4 separate regions of the Mus musculus genome follow, and regions 1, 3 and 4 are each linked to region 2. Evidence: chromatin contacts called from public HiChIP or PLAC-seq and promoter capture Hi-C data. All regions are on one chromosome and are shown on one strand. The core of a region is the stretch at or near the end of the contact, and the rest is flanking DNA. Distances in the headings are between cores, read along the strand shown. Region 1 holds the start of Hmgn2 (high mobility group nucleosomal binding domain 2). Region 2 holds the start of Syf2 (SYF2 homolog, RNA splicing factor (S. cerevisiae)). Region 3 holds the start of Extl1 (exostosin-like glycosyltransferase 1). Region 4 holds the start of Il22ra1 (interleukin 22 receptor, alpha 1).

What was found. Promoter capture Hi-C pulls out the DNA fragments that hold promoters and counts their contacts. HiChIP or PLAC-seq counts read pairs in DNA pulled down with a chosen protein or histone mark.
Region 1: an H3K27ac HiChIP or PLAC-seq map of embryonic stem cells shows a contact between it and region 2, with 2.8 times the contacts expected there. The contact joins the promoter of Hmgn2 here to the promoter of Syf2 in region 2. A contact is called at or near these places in 2 of 39 promoter capture datasets (erythroid cells and pre-B cells) and 2 of 115 datasets of contacts at active chromatin or transcription factors (bone marrow-derived macrophages and embryonic stem cells).
Region 3: an H3K27ac HiChIP or PLAC-seq map of microglia shows a contact between it and region 2, with 7 times the contacts expected there. The contact joins the promoter of Extl1 here to the promoter of Syf2 in region 2. A contact is called at or near these places in 1 of 39 promoter capture datasets (hippocampal neurons) and 3 of 115 datasets of contacts at active chromatin or transcription factors (bone marrow-derived macrophages, memory CD8 T cells and microglia).
Region 4: a contact with region 2 is called in a promoter capture Hi-C map of liver, with 5 times the contacts expected there. The contact joins the promoter of Il22ra1 here to the promoter of Syf2 in region 2. A contact is called at or near these places in 1 of 39 promoter capture datasets (liver) and 1 of 115 datasets of contacts at active chromatin or transcription factors (pancreatic cancer cells).

Annotation. Positions count from the first base shown.
Region 1 is chr4:133,966,693-133,969,392 of GRCm38.p6, reverse strand. It overlaps Hmgn2 (high mobility group nucleosomal binding domain 2), which reads left to right and starts at 1,402. Exons shown (of 6, transcript NM_016957.3): 1 at 1,402-1,598; 2 at 2,392-2,436; 3 at 2,598-2,627. The coding sequence starts at 1,584. Dhdds (dehydrodolichyl diphosphate synthase) reads left to right here. Exons shown (of 9, transcript NM_001362959.1): 9 at 1-365.
Region 2 is chr4:134,929,720-134,932,419 of GRCm38.p6, reverse strand. It overlaps Syf2 (SYF2 homolog, RNA splicing factor (S. cerevisiae)), which reads right to left and starts at 1,440. Exons shown (of 7, transcript NM_026780.3): 1 at 1,402-1,440; 2 at 1,136-1,240. The coding sequence starts at 1,425.
Region 3 is chr4:134,371,238-134,373,937 of GRCm38.p6, reverse strand. It overlaps Extl1 (exostosin-like glycosyltransferase 1), which reads left to right and starts at 1,391. Exons shown (of 11, transcript NM_019578.2): 1 at 1,391-2,700. The coding sequence starts at 2,220.
Region 4 is chr4:135,726,747-135,729,446 of GRCm38.p6, reverse strand. Il22ra1 (interleukin 22 receptor, alpha 1) reads right to left here and starts at 1,288. Exons shown (of 7, transcript NM_178257.2): 1 at 1,185-1,288. The coding sequence starts at 1,227.

The DNA.
Region 1 (2,700 bases), core at 153-2,652, 960 kb after region 2:
GTGATTAATGGGGCTGGTATCTTCCAGCCCCAGGACCTGTATTCTGGGAAAGGTGCACAGGGTGGGGTGGAGGATGGCTGCCTCGGGAGCCACTGTGGGCGTGGAAAGGAGAGGCAGATCCACTGTTGTCCAGAGGCAAAGGCTGAAAAATGCTTGATTTGAATTCGCAGATGTCTGCTTTCTGCTGCCATGGCTATTACAAACTAGCTTCAACCCTTGCCTCAGAAATTAAGATGGGACCTATTTTGTGCCTTCCGCCTGAGCACCAAACACCCTATTGCAGATGTTAGCCAGTTGTGTTATGGATGTCAAAAAGAATTTAAAATTTTCTTTTTGAGATACAAGGTTTGTGTGGTAACTGCAAACGAGAGAAGGTTTTGCTTTACTGCTGCAGTTGGCCCCCTCCATCGGGTGCACTCAGCTAGCTCTAGAAGGCCGGACTTTGGGCGGGGGTGGCCTGGAAGGGCCCCTCTGCCATCACACCTGTTCATCTACTTGTTTCCTAATCTTCCGGCGCTTCCCTTCAACCGCCTTTTCCTCACGCAACCGAGAGCAAGCCAGCTCGATGGTGTGTGAGGCGGGCTTTAGCCAGCTGTGGCATCTGCAAAGCCCAGGTTCCATGGCCTCTGCTGAGTGGGGGCAGCTGGGTAGCTGCAGCCCAGACCCAGAGAGCCGAGTGGGAGGGGCGTGCTCCCGGGCTGGGGCGCCGGCTTTTCTCCACCATTCTGTGACAGGGGCCAGAGGGGATTTAAGGAAGCTACCAGGCAGATGTTGGGGGGCTGTTTAACGTTGGGGAGGCGGCTCAGCAGTAGGTGCTGAAAGGACAGCTCCTACCTGCCCCGCTGTACCCGAAAGGCATCCCTGTGTGGAAAGTCTCCCCTCCCAGCCCACACCTCCACATCCCGTGGACTGCTTTCCAGGTGAGCACACCGAGGGACTCCCCAAGGTGGCAACTCAAAAGGATGCACGTCCGACTGCGCCAAGCTTAGCCTCCCGGCTCTCAGCCCACGGGAGCCCGTGGTCCCCGGGGCTGCGGCCGGCGCGCTTCCCGCCGCCTCTGGAGCTGGGCGGCGCGGCCAGGCCTCACAAACCCCTCTGCTGGGGCCCCGGCGGGAGCAGGAAGGAAAGCGGCCGAGATGTGCCCAGTGTCGCACGGCTTGGAGAAGTGGGTAGAAGGGTTGCATAAGGTGGAAGGAACTTGGTAGTTTGCAAAAGCCAGGTCTGGGCGGGAGCGGAACCCCAAGCCTGCCGCCTCGCGCGCCCCTCATTTATTACCTCCGACTCCGAGGCGCGCCCCCTCCCCCAAGGCGCGCCGCCGTCTCGAGCGCCCTCCCCCTGCACCCCCTCCTCACTCCAGAGGAGGTGAGTTTAAACCCCGCCCACGTGACCCCAACTGGGCCAATGAGCGGCGACGGGAGGTGAAATCCGGTTCTAACCGGTCCGGGGCTCCCAGCGCTATAAAAACTTTATAAACCCCCCGGAGCCCGAGCAGTGTGAGGAAGCAGCGAGGACGACCCCCGGACGGAGCAAACCCGCGCGCCGCTGTATCCCCGTGCTCAGCGCCGACGTCCCCTGCCGCCACCATGCCCAAAAGAAAGGTACGTGGCGCGAGCGCGCGGGCGCCCCGGGACCACCGCCAGCCTCGGGCTCGGGACTCGGCGGTAGGTCGGGCGCGGCGCGAGGTTCCAGCCCGAGTCCGGCTGCGGGGCGAATCGTGCGAGGCGCGCTGCCCGCGGGCGCCAGAAGCCATATTGGAGGCTCGGTGGCGGTAGCAGGAGGAGCCATGTTGGCAGCTGTTTATCCCGCTCCCTGTGGCCGCCCGCGCCCCCTCCCCCACCGGCAGCCCCCTCCCCTCCTCCCTTCCTCCCGCGGGCGAGCGAGCGAACGAGCGGGCGATTCAAACCCGAAAGGGCGGGAAGGCGGCGCTCGGCTGGGCGGGCGGGGGAGCGCGCTGCCGCCAAAACTGCGTCCGCGAGGGGCGGGCCCGCGGCGTGGCTCCGCCCTCCCCGGCCGCCCACGTTCCGGGCGCACGAGACGCGCGCCCCCGCCCACGGCTTCCCCGAGCTCCCGCCCTCGACGGCTGCCATGGCAACGGCGCCAGGCGCCGCCTCCGGAGAGGTTTGTTTGCACAATCTGCAGCTGTTAATGCCTGGCGCTGGTGGCTCCGAGCGCCTGTGGGGCCAGGCTCCAGCTTCTCCCGCGCTCTGCGGCCAGCCTGCCCGGTCTTCCGTGCGTCTCGGACTTTAGTTGGGCCTTATCCCCGTTAAGGCTTCTTATATAAAACTTGGGTGTATGCGTTTTTAGAATGGGGTCTGACGGTTGCTGTTAAGTTCCGGTTCTCTGAGATTTGCCTCCGAGGTTACAAGTTTTGGTCTTTTTATCATTTTGTAGGCTGAAGGGGATGCTAAAGGAGACAAAACCAAGGTGAAGGACGAGGTGAGTCTTATCCATTGAGGGCAACGCACAAAGCCTTGCGTAGTAGCTACCAAGGTTCTGTGGTAGTAAATGACCACGAATTGTCTCATTAACTTTTCTTTAATGTGAAGCTGACTAGTGAGGAGACCTGTGCTTATTCCTCTTACTTTCTTTTTTAATAGCCACAGAGAAGATCTGCGAGGTTGTCTGCTGTAAGTGTATGCGTCTATTTCCTGATCTTTACCTGATACTGGGAACCACTTGGGGGCGGATCTCTGTGATCCC
Region 2 (2,700 bases), core at 191-2,690:
TACAAGGGCCTCTAACACTGAGTCATCTTGCCAGCCCAAGAAACACTTTATTCAAGACAGGGGCTGGACTGGGCACTTTAATCCCAGCACTTGGTAGTAGGCAGAGGCAGGAGGATTTCTGAGTTTGAGGCCAGCCTGGTCTGGTCTACAGAGTGAGTTCCAGGACAGCCAGGACTATACAGAGAAAAACCCTGTCTCAAAAAAAAAAGACAGGAGCTGGAGAGATAGCTCAGCAGGTAAGAGCACTGACTGCTCTTCCAAAGGTCCCAAGTTCAAATCCCAGCAACCATATGGTGGCTCACAACCACCTGTAATGGGATCTCACACTGTCTTCTAGTATGTCTGAAGACAGCTACAGAGTAATTTTTGTAATAAATAAATCTTTGGGCCGGAGAGAGCAGGGGTGACCAGAGCAAGCAGAGGTCCTAAATTCAATCCCCAAATACCACATAAAGGCTCACAACCATCTGTACAGCTACAGTGTACTCACATACATAAAATAAATAAATCTTTAAAAAAAAAAGAGATCAAGACAAAAACAAGTCAAGCAGGCTGAAAATCTTGGCAGGTGCTAGAAGGGAGACAGTAAGAAGATATAGCATGCCTTTTGAATTATAGTCCAAGAAAACAAGCAGGTTCAGAAAAAGGGTCAGATGACCAAGCAGTCACATAAAGAAGTGAGAGGGAGCTAGCTTCTGGGAAAGAATGCTAATGTTGAGAGTGACTCGCCAGCCATGCTTACGATTTGAGTAGACATCCAAACAAGAGATGGGAAATAAGTTATACTTTTTTGAGTCTGAACTCGGAGAAAAGGGAAAGTGTGTGCTCGCTGTTTTTAAGGTGAGAAAGGTCTGATTACTATTTCTAACCAATTATTTCCCTAGATGAAAAACGAAGAATCATGGAACAAGAGGAAAAACCTAAGGTACACCCGGTAATGTGGGTGTGGCCGGGTGGAGCAGGCGGGTGGGGCTTTTGACGTGTGTCAAAGCGATCTCAACCCGAGTCCAGACCCACCGGCGGGCGGAGATCTGGTCCCGGGGACGCCGGGTCCGGAGATCTGGTGCGTGGTGCGCCTTCCTCCTCCTGCTCCTCCAGCCCTACTGCCAGCCTGGCCCGCAGCCCCGCCACTCACCCGCTTCAGATGCAGCTCACGGAACTTGCGTAGTCTCTGCTCCCGCTTCTGCGCCGCCAGCTCCTCGGCCGCCAAGGGCCTGGCTTCCGCGCCATCCGCGGGGACCTGCGATCATAACCGGCTTCAGGCTCGGCGTCTGCCAGGGGCCACGGCCCAGGCCTGGGCCCGGCACCCTGGTCTCCCCGGGAGCCGCACCCGGATCCCACCCATGTCCTCAGCCCCGGCGTCTCCCGGACTGACACCTACGCGAAGCCGGTGATACTCACCACAACTTCAGTCACAGCCGCCATTACAGCCTTCTCTCTACTTCCGTCAACAACGCTGAGCACTTCCGGCGGCCTCTGGCCCGCGGCCCAGACTCAAGCCTTCCCGATGGCGTCAGTTTCTTCCGGCCTCTCACGCTCCTTTTAGTGGGAGGGACTGACGCGTGGTATGGCTATGCGCAGGCGCAAACGGGGCGGGGCGGGGGCGGGGCCCGGGAGGGACGACAAGGATGAGGAAGTGCTCCGAACCTGTCACCACATAGAATGGGACGCCTGGTTGGGGACTGCGTATCCTGTCACCAGCTCTAAAGAACCTTGTCTCTCTTGAATTTAATCCGCATTAAGTCCCTTCCATAGAGTAGATAATTTGCTGATGTTACTAACTGTAGAAGAGCAGGGCGGGCCCCATATCGTTCACTCTCACATTCCAGCACCAGAGCAACTACTAAGGTCACTAAGATAATTCGGGAATAAGACAGGGATATATGAAACGTGTACCTTTCAAAATCGACGACTAATTAATTTTAGAAATGAAAAAGCCATCCCACGTGTAAAAATAGCTGGGTACAAATCGGCTGTGGTGGCATTCTCCTAGCGTCTCAGCCGGTGGAGGCAGGAGAATATCAAGTATGAGGCTTGCCAAGGCTACACAGTGACTTCTAGGCTAGCCAGTGCTATAAGACATGGGATATCTAAAAGCTTAAGCACTGGCAAGAAAAAAATGTAAACTGTGGGCAATTCTCTTTTGAGTCCCCCTCCCCTGTAGGAAGCTACTTCTCAAGCTTAATAAAACTTGGCTTGCGCCTGGCAGTGGTGGCACACACCTTTAATCCCAGCACTTGGGAGGCAGAGGCAGGCGGATTTCTGAGTTCGAGGCCAGCCTGGTCTACAAAGTGAGTTTCAGGGCAGCCAGCCAGGGCTACACAGAGAAACCCTGTCTCGAAAAACCAAAAAAAAGAAAGAAAAAGAAAGGAAGGAAGGAAGGAAGAAAGAAAGGAAGGAAAAGAAAAGAAAAATCCTGTCTCTGGATTAAAAGAAATGAGTGAGTTACTTGGCTGGAAGAAGTGAGGCAGGTGAGTTGAGTCTAACTAGCACACAAAATCCCCACAAATCAAATGGAAGGCAATACATACCTCTAAATGAGGAAGTTACAGCCGGCCTATTTCTTTTTTTATGTATGGGGTTTTAGCCTGCATCCATATATGCACCACCTGCATGCCTGGTGCCGACGGAGGTCAGACTAGAGTTATGGTGGTCCTGAGCCACCATGTGGGTTCTGGGATGGAAACATCTTTCCACTAC
Region 3 (2,700 bases), core at 142-2,641, 560 kb after region 2:
CATAGAGAAACACTGCCTCAGAATAAAAGAGAAGATGTATAGATAGATGGCTTAGGACCTGGCTAAGCCATGGGAATACAGGCAAAGTTACTCAAGTTCCCTGAGCCTCAACTTTCTCTTCTGTAAAATGGGAATGATAGTAATATCTCCTTTATAGTCATTTCCAGCGTGCTCAGGACATAGTCACCTACACTATTACTCTTATTCAGCATGGCACTTCCAGTGCCTCCCTGGGAACCTGGTCCAAGTTAGGATGCGAAGGATCTCTTAGATGATTGAACATGGATGTGGCCAGAGCAAGCTTGAGCCCCTGAAGGAGGGTCCTGGCTCTGACTCAGGAGTCTCAGCCGCTTCCTAGAGGAAGGGAACCTTCTGCCAATTCCAAGCCTGGTGGGATGGCAACAGCGCATGCCCACACCTGTCTCCTGCGTGAGAAAGCCTGCGGTTTGCCTGAGCAGCTGTCTATCACGGAGCGACCTACCTCTTACTGCAAGAGGCCAGATTCTTCTTGATCCCATTTTGAGGATGTTCCTGGGCACCTCACTGTGCCCTGCCCTCAGGCTGCTCACCAAGGAGGAGAGGCCAGCGGAAGGATACTTCCTTGTTGAAGGACACCCCACCAAGTGCTCTTGTAGGACCTACAATAGCAACCCTCCAAGGGAATGATGTTAATCCATTTTAAAGATGCAGGTAGACACTGCCCAGCTCCATTCAGTGGCCGAGGGGACAAGAAGAGGCCCCATCAGGCCAGGCTCTGAGTTCAAATCTTCACCTGGACACATCAAAGCTGGGTCACCTTAAGAAAGGCAATCCCTGCTCTGCGCTTCATTTTTCTCAATAGTAAAAAAGACAAAAGAGCTGGTGATGTAATTCAGTGATAGAATACTTGTCTAGTGTGCACAAAGCCTTGGGTTCTACTCCCAGTACCACAACATCAATTCTAAAAATAGACAATGATAATCGTAATAAAAGGGGGGGGGAAAGGCAGATAAACATCTACTTTGGATCACTGGTAAAGACCTTGGAGAGAAGCAAACTGTCAATCCACAGCCACCAGTGAGGTATGGTGCCCTCCTGACCATTATTAATCTTCCAGAGCCAGGCGTGATGGCAGGTAGCTGGCATTCGAGCACTCCGAGGTGAAGACAGATTGATCAGGGACTCAAAGTCCTTGGTTGCAAGGTGGGTTTGAAACCAACCGGGGCTACAGGAACATCCCCACCCCCCTCGTCTCAAAAAAAAAAAAAAAGGAAAAAGAAACGAAACGGTACCCCAGCGAAAGAGGTTGCAAGGGGTTAAGTGGAAACCCTGCCTCCTAGCCAGGAGCCAATCAGAGCTGGCGGGGGTGTGGCCAGGCTGCTGCTGCTGCGAAAGAGAGCTGGACCGACTTGATACCTTCTGGAGTGGGACCTGGAGCTGCCGGCTGGACCTGTGGGGCAGGAACAGGAATTTGGAGCGTAGGTCTTGCCCTCTGCCCTGTGACAGCTCCTAGCCGGAGGGTGCAGAGCAGCTGCCTGGGTTAGGGGCCATAGCCGAGGGGAAGAAGACCACACTCCGAACCTTCTCATTCCCCAGGCGGCGGGCATGGGATGCACTCCGGCTCCAACTTCAGCTGGCTCTGGTGGCCCACATGGACACAAGGTCTATTTATAGTTCTGCCACAGAAGGCCAGCCACCAAACACAGGGGTAGCCAGGGTTTTTTTCAAGAGCTTTTGGGGCAGAGGGAAGAGTGGGAGAGGACAGTCCTGCCTCCTTCTACATCATCCTTGGCCACCCCCTCCCGATACCCACTCCCCATGAACCCAGACAGTTCTCCATAGATAGCCTGCCCTTGGGTCAAGGGTAAGATCAGGGGTGCAGTCCTGAGCGCAAATGGACACGATCTTGTGGTCTGGACAAGGGTTGCATCAGCCCGAGCAGTGGCCCAGGGCAGAGGTCCCGATGAGAGGGCAAAGGGTGGCAAGGTTGTGTGAAGGTAGAGAAAGCAGTCGGAGAGTGGGAATGCAAATTTAGAAAGCCAGAGCCTCCTTGGACTTCCCACGAGGGGTCAATCCCACAGGTGGCCAATGGTTAGTCGAACTTAGCTAGGGGACCTGCCTTCAATGGTGAGAGCGCTGGACCAGAAGGCTGATTTCCAGCTCCCTCCTGCCTGGGGTCGCCTCCTCCACTTGCTACAGAAATTCCTCACTTCCTTCTAGTCCTAGCTGTTGGTGGCCACATGCTGTGGAGAAGAAAGTCCTTCTGGCTGGCGTTGTCAGCCTTCTGGCTCCTCCTCGTCCTCCTAGGAGTCTTCCCCCTTCGCCTGGCAGTGTTGCCCGGTCCTCTTCCAGGGCGCTCCCAAGGCTGGCCCCGCTGGCTGGATGCTGCCTTCTTACAGAGTTTCTCCCAGTCTGAGACGAACCCAGAAGATGTCGCACAGCTCCCTCGGGTCTCTCGGGGAAGCAGCTGCACCTGGGGAGCCTGCTTTGACACCTCCAAGTGTAGGGGAAAGGTCCTCAAGATCTTTGTGCACTCCCCGGCTGGTCCGACCTCTGAGGCTCAGCGCAGGATCCTGGATTCCTTGGAAGGCTCCCGCTACTCTGCACTCAGCCCAGCAGACGCTTGCCTTCTCCTTTTTCTCCCCAGCCAGGATCGTAGAGGAGCCTGCGGGCCCCTGCCTCCGAACTGGAACGGAGGCCGGAACCATCTGGTGTTGAGTC
Region 4 (2,700 bases), core at 39-2,538, 800 kb before region 2:
TATAAAAGACAAGTTTCACATCTGTGTGGAAAAACAATGTATCAGCTGCCCTAGGAGCTAAGGAGAAACGCACCATCTACAGTGACCTGGAGCCAGCCAGAGAGCTGGGGCCGGAGCCTGTGTCTGTGGCTAAGGCTAGGGTTCTGCACCACAGGGCTCCTTTCTGCCCCCTTTTCCCTCCATCTTAATGGGTCAGGAGATCCATGGCTCCACCCTGGGATGTAAAAGAAGATGCTTCAGAGAATTTGGGGACTGCATCTAATCTTCGCAGTCTGCCAAGGGCTGGAAAGAAGCTTTGCCGATGCTAAGGATGCATACACACTGTTTGGGCAATAGGAGCCAGAGCAGTGCTCTTGCGATCTCTCTCTGTCTCTGTCTCTCTTGTTTTTCAAGATAGGGTTTCTCTATCCCTGTCCTGGCTACTCCCTCTGTAGACCAGGCTGACATCTACCTGCCTCTGCCTCCTGAGCGCTGGGATTAAAGACCACCTGGCTGCAAGTGTGTGTCTTTAGGGACCGTATTATGCACTACTAAGCAAGAAGGTCCATGAGATGGCTGGACCATTTCCTTCCAACATGCCTCAGCCCTGCCTCCTGAGAGAGAAGCCCTGGATTCCATTCAGGAGAACAGATCAAGCCCCTGTCTCATGTCTCACAGGTATGAACCCCAAAGTTTATTTGATGAGACCTGACAGCCATAGTCCTTAGTCGCATTTGCACGGACACTCTAGTGACTTATTGCAGCCTTCTGGCGGCTGCTGGAGAGACCTGTTTTTTACTGATCCAGCCAGAGGGGCGTGAGGAGACATGGATGGAGACAGTAGCCTGACACCAGCTTTATCTAGCCTGTTGTCCCCTCTTGAATGATAAACAGAGCATGAAGCGGCACCCCTGAGGCCAAGACTCTACCTACTCAGCACCCTGAGTTCAGACAGCTGGTCAATCAATGTCTGCATACTTGAAGGTCAACTGAGACCCTTTAGGAAGCCAGGTCTGGGGTACTCTCTTCTCTCCAGCTACCTGGACCAGGTCATCTCCATCTCCAGGAAAACTTGCCACCCAGTCCAGTGCCAGCCGGGAAGAAAATGAAACTGGCTGCTAAGAGACTCATGGGGCAGGAATAGGCAACTGTGCTCCCTAGCTGCTGGGGTAGGAGGATCTGAGGACAGGTCGAGAGGTACTTACCGGCCAGGGATCCCACCGTCAGGATGGTCAGTAGTGTCTTCATTGGGTCCCTCCAGGGCCCCTTCGGGCCTCGGCTCTGGACCCCTGCACAGAGGCTGGGGTGTGTGTGAAGTCTTGCCGCTTTGGCAGCTGGCCCCGCCCAGCCCAGGGCGGGGAGAGGAGAGCAGAGTAAGACCTGGGCTCGTGGGGGCAGGGGTACAAAGGTGCCTAGTCGGGTGCTGAGGAATTCCAGGACCTGGGCGAGATCCAAGGGAGGTTCCTTTCTTGGGTGCAGACAAGGCACCAGCAGCGGAAGGGCTTGTTTATCTGGTCTGGTGACTGATTCATCCCAAGGCCCCTGGTGGTGCGGCCGTGCACCAGAGAGTTAGGAAAGGCAAGGCCGAAGAGCAGTCTTATCAGTCCGTAATTGGCTCATATCAAAGCCTGCCCCGGGTGTGTTGCATATCGTCTGTCCTAATAATTCCATTACAAGAGGATTTATCCCAAGGAAAAGAACAGGACATGAGTAAGAGAATACCTTCAACAATGACTTCTTGGCTTGATTCTCGCTGGTGGAATTGCAGGGAGCTCAGTGCGCCCTTTTCCTCCCCGGGGGCTGAGCAGTGTGGTTGGAACAGCCTCCTCCTGGCAAGGCTGCTGAGGTGGGAGGCCCAGGCAATCTTCAGCCGGAATCTTGGACAAAGAATCTATAAAAGGGGGTGGGGGTGCGGGGAGGGACTGGAGTCCAGATGACTCAGTGGGTAGAGTGTTTTCAAGCAAGTGTGAAGACCCTCAGAACCTAAGTGAAGGTGGATTGGACAGATGGACGTGAAGTCCAAGTGTCTGTAATCCCAGCACTTCTGTGAGTGGATCGAAGGCAGAAACAGGGGGATCTCTAGAGAGCGGTGGTTCTCCTAGCCTGCATTTGCAGCAGTGGGCACCAAGTGATGCTGTCTCAAAGACAATGGGAGCTAGTACTGATGCTTATGGCGTCCTCCAAGCTCCTCGCGGGAGTCTGCGCCCGCTCACACAAACGCGCATGTGCAGGCACACAGAGAAAGGGAATCTTAACAAAGGGGGATTCTTCCTGCCGCATTCGAGGGGAGGCAGTGGGGCAGGACTTTAGATTGGAGGATGAAGGTGGAAAATGCTTCCCCAGCTCTCTGCCACCTCGAAGAGCCGTCCCGGACATCAGTGTCCATGCACACCGGGGTGGACCTCGTTGCCGGGCCCCGGAGATGATGTAAGAAGCTATTTGGGTTAGGTTTAGGGTGCATGTGATAAAGGTCCATGCTTTGTAGCACATTTGCCTGGCCCCATTATCAACTGCAGAACCAGGCCAAGGTTCGGGTCAACCTAATTCACTTCACATGAGAACGCAGTAAGTCACACTGAGCTGGGCCCTTGGCCCTGGGATCAGCGTTTTAGGCGGAATGGGTTCTGATCCATGGGAACCTGGGCTTAGTTTTCTTCTCTGTGTTATAACCGTGAGCACTGAAGCTCTGCTCAAGTGTATCTAACCCGAGAGCCAGATCTT